2 separate regions of the Canis lupus genome follow, and region 1 is linked to region 2. A link is a contact called in public Hi-C data. All regions are on one chromosome and are shown on one strand. The core of a region is the stretch at or near the end of the contact, and the rest is flanking DNA. Distances in the headings are between cores, read along the strand shown.

Region 1 (3,802 bases), core at 84-2,583, 160 kb before region 2:
TCTCAGAGAACACTCATTTGAGGATAGTGATTCATTTACTATCCCAAAGGAGAACAACATGACCTATTTGTGAGTGCCACACCAGCTTCCAGATGTCAGGGGCTGTTGTGGTTTTCATTCTCAATCTGCTCCATGCAATATCATACACCCATTATTTGAAAGGAGTTAGATTTTCAGTGACTGATACTAGAAAATGTTTAGTTTACACAGTCTAGAAAAATGAATAGAGAACATGAGAGTTCATTTTAAAAATCAAATAAGTATGTTGATAGGTATATGTAAGTTTATGGAGACAAGTTTAGGAGACAAACCTTTTTTTTTTCCCCAGGGGGAAGGATTCTAGGTGCATTTCTTCTTATTTTGGTTCATACTATTTTTAGTTTTTATGTGTTTTAAAATTGCTAACTATAATAAAGATATTTTAACCAGAAATATAAAGGAAAAAAACTCCTAATGCTGGAACATGCTCCCTCACCTACAGAATCCTCCTCAGTGTTTTGGCGTTAAATCAGAGGCTTTGGGAATCAGCATAACTCCAGTGTCAAGCTCTGCAGCTGTTCTGCCTGTTTGAAGATAGTGGACAATTTTGTAGCTTCACTGAAACTTGACGTTTTCACCTCCGAAGTAGGGATAATAATTCTAATAAAAAGTTTAAGTGAGGCAAGAGCGACTTTCCATAAGGACAAGCTTCCAGTTCGGCTGTCTTAAGTTGTTTTTTCTACTAAACTTGTGGTACATCAGGGTCTGGCATAGGAGTCACCGCTTCTCCCAAGTCATTCAATCCCACCCATTCTTTAAACCCTGTTTTAGCCTCATATCGTCCTTTCATCTACCTTTCAATTATCTTGTGTCGCCTAAGCAATCATTCCCCGTTATTTTCTGCCCTCCCCCCCCCGCCCCCGTTAATTTCTTGAAGATTGTTATCTCCTCACCGGTTCCCTTCCCAACAATACTCCTGTCACAATTGGAGGCATTTCGAATTCAGGAAGTTGTGTCCATGGAATAATTTCTCGGAGCACTCAGGCAGAGGCAACGCAGACTCTTAGTGTAGAAACCCTCATAACCACCCAAGAAGTCGAGACTACGTGATTCCTTCCATTCTGGCATTTCGAGGAAGTGTAGACAACTAGCTCCCAGCAACCGCAACACTTTTGGAGGGTGAGACTAAAAACGTTTCGCCCTCGGCATTCTGGGAGGTGTAGTCCAGACGCTCCGTGCGGTGACTTGCACTTCCGCTCGGGAAGGCGGATCTGGTGCGTTCTGGGAGATGTAGTCCAAACGCTCCGTGTGGCGGCAGGCACTTCCCGTCAGGAAGGCGGATCCGGTGCCTTCTGGGAAGTGTAGTCCAGAAGTTCCATGGTTTCGCAGGCACTTCCGCTGGGGGGAGTGTGAGGTTGTTACTGAATTTTCTTTGGGAGCAGTGCGTCAGTTCCGCCTCTTCGGACGCTTCCAAACTTCCTGGATCTGTGCTTGGAACCAGCAGCGAGTGGGCGATTTAGGGGGAAAGAAGCCTGGACAGAGTACGCAGGTATGCAGCGGGAGGGCAGTGGTGTGCATCCCTGGGGGAGTCTCCGCGTTCAGGGTGGTTTGCCAGTCCTGGGGTGTGGTGGGGTGGGGTCGCCTGTCGCCTGGTTTGAGAGTTTCTGCGTGTCTTAGCTCGCCCAGCGTCTGCCTCCCTACACCCACGGGTGCTTCTGCTTCCTGCTGTTGGGGAATCGAAGAGGTGGTGAGAGCTGCCTCCATTTTGACCTCAAACTTTCTAGTTGGCTTCTGTCCAGCTTGTCTCTTGTCTCGGGTGGAAGACCCTGAGGGCAAAGCATCCCCTGGTGGAACCAAACCACCCCCTCCAGCAGTAAGCCCTGCTGTGAGCCAGCAAGGCCCCACTCGTGATTGAGACGGTGATCATTTGACCTTCACTGCCCACCTGCCATCGCCCCACATTTTTTGTGTATAAACCTGGAAGCGTTTCCAATACTTTGAAGAGTCTTTGAGCTGGTAGGCTGCAGCCGTTGGCGTCGCTGAAATAAATTCCTTTCTTATTTCACCGCCACTAATGTCTCTGCCTGTGGATTTTGTCAGGGGCAAGAGGCCAAATCTGGTCTGTTTGGGATTCCCACAGGCAGCTGCGCTTGCACCCCTGCGTGCCAGCTGTAGTGGTAGAAATAAACATCTCAAAACAGTTTCTGGCACAAGGTGGATGGTGACATTTCTTAGTATCAATTTCCCGAAGAGCCCGAAATCCTTAGGGTAGGGTAGATATCCCACTGCAGAACCTTTCCTCTTCTCTGATTCCTGCATGATTCTGGATAATCGGGGGCCCCTTATAATCTCTCTTTTGGGAAGGTGAGGGTGCAACAGATCCAACGTGAGTTCTCTCCTTGAGTCAGAAACCGTACCAGGTTGAGTTGTTGCACAAAGAAAGCTTATTTACAGCAACTAAGGAGATCATGGGGAATGGCTTCCAAAGCCGTGACTCCCCAAAAGATGGTGAATGGGTTCCCTTTGTTGAAAGTTAGGATAGATATTTAGATAGATAGGAAGTCTTTTTCGTTAAGATTTTATTTACTTATTCATGAGAGACACAGAGAGGGACAGAGACATAGGTAGAGGGAGAAGCAGGCTTCCTGCGGGGAGCCCAATGTGGGACTTGATCCCAGAATCCCGGGATCATGACCTCAGCCAAAGACAGACGTTCAACCATTCAGCCACCCAGGCGTCCCTAGATAGGGAAGTCTTGTCATCATCATATGTAAAGATGGGCCTAAGGTGGAGCATGTGCCTTAGTGAAACATGCCAATACCTACACTGTGTGTTGTGTATGTGAGGCTGAGCCCTCCCCCCTTCCTTGGGCAGGGATTTTAGTATTCTAATGAGGTAAAGGGAATAGATCATCCCAGAAGTCACTCCATGGTCCTTTTGTGCAGGTATGAGTTGGCCTCAAAAGCTCTCAGTGGTCTGGGCCTGTGGCAGGTCTTGTCAGGGCAGCGGTCATCACCTGAGGCATGGTTTTGGGTTTCATGCCTGAGTTAAGAGGTGCACGAGGAAGAGCTTAAGGAAAAATGTAAGAGAGGTTAATGAGGACAAGCAGGTGGGAAGCAAACATCAGGTCTTGGGGTGTAGTTGGTGATAAGGGTTGCTTCCAGATTGCACGGAGGAAGGGGAGGCTTTAACTTTTGTTGAGGAGAGCCACACGATCATGGCATTTCATAACATTCTTTTCTTTCCCCAGCCTAACTTCTCAAAAAGAGCTGCGCAGAGATCCAAGGAGTGACTCCTTGACTACTACAGCAAGGTTCCACGTGAGTGGGATTTGGCATTTTTCTTTCGCAACAATGTTCACATCAATCAGATGATACACGTGTAATCGGGCATGGGCATTAATAATAATTGACCCTTAACTGCCGACCTCACCAGTGACGGTTTTATACAAATACATTGTGCCATACCATAGCTCTGTGAAGAAATCCTGCTTTCTTTTTCTATTCTGTAAAATGAGATTGAGACCCATGGAGCATAAATTCTTTTCCCAAAGTCCCCATGTAGTAAGAGGCCAAGCTAGGATTGGGATGAATGCAGTCTGAGTCCAGAGCTCGAGTTCCTAATCTCTTGGGTATGTTCTTCTTAAGCTGTAGGAACCCACAGAAATCAGACCCCAGGTAGTTAGCCCTTGATTCTGGAGGACCTGAAAAGCAAAGCTAGTGGTTTGTGACTTTTTTGAGTTTTTCCAAACACTGTCAACTATTCTGTTTCACTTATTACTTATAATGTGTTTAATTATTATAGAACCATATCATTATGGAAC
Region 2 (3,746 bases), core at 452-2,951:
CATCTATATACTAAACAACTAGTTAAGACATCTGAAAAGAAGAGACAGCCACTGAGAAAAGGAATAAGGTGAGGACAATATTATTTTTGGAGTCCTCTGTCTACCAGACATGCCAGCACACATGAAGCTTGGCTTCAGGTTCCTGAATAGAGAAGTCTCTTTTCTTCTGGGTCTTTCCATTTACTCTCATTGAACACCTGAAACTCCCAGCTTAGGCGATGGGAACGTTAGTGTCCCTGGGCACTGAGTAGATTTCAGTAGGTATCTGAAGGTTCACAAGGTTTTTTCATGTTAAAATGCAGATAAGACCATCTACATCCTCACACAGCTGTTCCACAGAGTTAAATGCCTGGCAAATCCCTAGTGCTAAAGATTTTTATTTTTTAAAGATTTTATTTATTTATTCATGAGAGGCAGAGACATGGGCAGAGGGAAAAGCAGATTCTCCACAGTGAGCCTGATGTGGGACTTGATCCCAGGACCCCAGGATCACGACCTGAACCAAAGATAGAGGCTCAATCTCTGAACCACCCAGGCGCCCCAGTGCTAAAGATTTTTAAAATTAAATATGTACTTCTTTAAAACATATTAACATGTTAATGAATAAAACAAACATTCAACTATAATACACACATGGTTTAGCTTAGAATAAAAAAGAGAATCTAGGGCAGCCCCGGTGGCACAGTGGTTTAGCGCCCCCTGCAGCCAGAGGTGTGATCCTGGAGACCTGGGATGGAGTCCCACCTCCGACTCCCTGCATGGAGCCTGCTTCTCCCTCTGCCTGTGTCTCTGCCTGCCTCTCTCTCACTCTGTGTCTCTATGAATAGATAAATAAAATCTTTAAAAAAAAAAAGAATCTAGCTCTTTATTATTATTTTAAAATATTTATTTATTTTTAAATAAGCTCTACAGCCAACATGCGGCTTGAACTCAGGACCCCGAGATCAAGATTCACACACTCAACAGACTGAGCTGGCCAGGCATGCTCCAAATCTAGCTTTTCTTGTTTGAAAACAACTAAAATTATTTTCAGAGTTCAGTCTGAGATGGACTCTGCTGCACCAAACCATACTTTAGACATTCTTATCACAAAATGGGAGGCACCTCTTGTGAGAAAACAATGGAGTCCCTAAACTTCAAAGAGAAAAAAAATGACTTAAATCTCAAGAATTTCCGTATGGAAAGAAAGATTATATGTAAGAAAACTGTTACTGCAAACATCTTTAAAATGGCAAAACCTGCCTGTAAATGAAGAATGGAGTAAAGCAGTAGGTAAATTATGGGAAATGATATGACTATTTAAAGTGTAGGAAAAAAAAAAGTGTAGGTAACATAAAATTACATTTGCAAAATTCAAAATGATACTTAAACTATGATTACAAATCTAGGCATGTCAATACAAATGAGAAAGAATGTGGGACCAATTAAAACTGATTTGTAAACACGTCTGTAATATGGAAGTCATTTTTAAAAGAATATCTATTAATTTTCACACAATTGTTTGGAAACAAAGTGCAAGAGCCTGGTATACAACAATTATGTGCCTTGGGTTCCCTTTTACCCTTCCCAAGCAGGGGAAAAATGCATCCAGTCTTTACGACATGTCATTTTAAGGAACAGAAAGGCAAACCCAACTTACCTGGAACTTGGTCATTTTTCTCCTTCTCCTTCTGGGGAAGGGCAGAGTTTGGGAAGGCAAAACTGTGGAAGGGAAAGTCATCATGAGAGAGCTGCTAGTCTACGTGGCACTTTGTGCCAACAGGAAGACGCGTCTCTTTCCCCAGTAGAACTCAGACCCGGGGCTGGATTCCAGCTTCCCCCTCAATCAACTGCGTGAGTTCATGAACAGTCCCTAATCTAAGTGCTTCTGGCAGCTTCCAGAGTATTCCCCAGCCTGGGTATGAGGAAATGAGAGGCATACAGGCAATATAACTTACTGGGACCAAAGTGCCTGGGTTCAAATTCTGCATTTCTCCTTATTGCCTTCTACTTACTAGCAGGATAAACCTTGAGCGAGTTATTAATCTTTCTGTGCCTCAATCCAGTCACCTGTAAACGGGGATCATCATAATGCCAGTATTCCCCATTTCCTGCGGAGCCACACAAGCAGATGCTATTATGCTTCACAAAACCTCCCTTGCAGATGTGCTCTCCGGAAAGTGAAGGTTTTAAGAAGCCTAGAATTCAGAGCTGAATGCTCTGGGCTGTGAGTTATCGTCACCCTAAGGAAAGTCCTTCTCGCTGGTTGTCCCACAGATCATTCATTCTCCTGCTAACGATAAACTGCCATGATTTCCCCCCTACTCCGTCCCGCACTGAACACCATTTTTAAGATGTGTAATTACTGGAGCTTGTCATTAATAAGCCGGAAGAGCCTCCACCAAGTTTCTCCCGTGTGCACGGAGGCAAAGAATAATAAAAACCGCAGACTAAGAAATCCTGGTGCATTTGAACGAACGCACGCAGCTGTGAACAGTCAGGGACGCGCCACGCCGCGGGCACTGCGCGAAGCCGGGACCGCGGCCGTTTCTCTGGGATAAACCACCAAGAACTTTCGCCAGGGTCCGGCTAAGGAGAACTCTCCTTCCTCAACAAGTGTCTCGGGAGAGACCAGGAATCCAGGACCGGCCCCGCGGCAGAGCTGGCTCTCAGGGGCTCTCGGGAGCTTCCCCACCACAGGGGCCCCGAGTTACGAGGACAGGATGCGCGGTGCCATCCGACGCGGCGCGAGGCACCGATCTGCAGCTTTCCCAGGCTGATCCCGTTGAATTCTCCAAGCACCGCCGGGAAGGCACTAATGCTCTTTAGGCACGAGGAAACCGAGGCAAGGGGATGCTAAGTGGCTCGCGCAATGTTTCCCGGCAAGGCGGACGCGGCGCCCGCGGCAGGGCCGGGCCGGGGGTGGGGGCCGGGGGCCGGGGGCGCCGAGAGCGCGGGAGACCTTCAAACTCCGCTGGCCACGCGCGCCCGCCCCGACGCGGAGGCTCCGCCGGGCAGCGGCACTGTGCCGCCGCCGCCTCCGTCCCCGCCCTCCGCCGCCGCCGGCCGCGGCTCCCCTTCCCCAGGACCGGGGTCCGGCTGGCTGCTGGCCCCACGCCGAGACCGAGAAGGCTCGGAGGGACCGCAGCGACACGGGGTGAACTCACCTCACCGCCAGCAACCTCGGCCCCGACCTCGCCTTCCTGGAGCGGAAGTGCCCCGGACTCTACCGGGCTCCTGGACTACACTTCCCAGAATGCCCAAGGGGAAGCGCCTCGGGTTTCGCGCACCTGCTGGACTACGTTTCCCAGAATGCAGCTCGCGGGATCGCGCTTCCCACCGGCTTGCTCTCGTTCTGGGCGAAGGTGGCTTCGGTTTGAGCAGTTCCTCTGGCGCTGCAGCTGTCACATTTCTTTTTGTTTTATACATTTCTTGAAGCTCATGAGAAAGCAATTACGAATTGAAAAAGTTCGGTTGTATAAAAGAAAAACGGAGGATCCCTGGGTGGCTCAGCGGTTTAGCGCCTGCCTTCAGCCCAGGGCGTGATCCTGGAAACCGGGATCGAGTCCCACGTCGGGCTCCCTGCGTGGAGCCTGCTTCTCCCTCTGCCTGTCTCTGCCTCTCTCTCTCTCTGTCTATCATAAATAAAATCTTAAAAAAAGAGAGAGAGAGAGAAACGAAGTTTGCACTATGAAGTTAACCAACACTTTTAGCGGGAGCAAGGGGTAGGCTCAATATGGGAAACGTAAATGTGACTTGGGCTGAAC

What was found. Hi-C and Micro-C count contacts between places; a contact is called where the count stands out from the background.
Region 1: a contact with region 2 is called in a Hi-C map of blood, with 6 times the contacts expected there. The contact joins the promoter of LOC484461 here to the promoter of ZNF235 in region 2. A contact is called at or near these places in 2 of 9 Hi-C or Micro-C datasets (both in blood).

What each region holds. Positions count from the first base shown.
Region 1 is chr1:111,885,655-111,889,456 of UU_Cfam_GSD_1.0, reverse strand. It overlaps LOC484461 (zinc finger protein 234), which reads left to right and starts at 1,333. Exons shown (of 5, transcript XM_038528660.1): 1 at 1,333-1,528; 2 at 3,230-3,299.
Region 2 is chr1:111,726,185-111,729,930 of UU_Cfam_GSD_1.0, reverse strand. ZNF235 (zinc finger protein 235) reads right to left here and starts at 1,701. Exons shown (of 5, transcript XM_038528659.1): 1 at 1,640-1,701. The coding sequence starts at 1,654.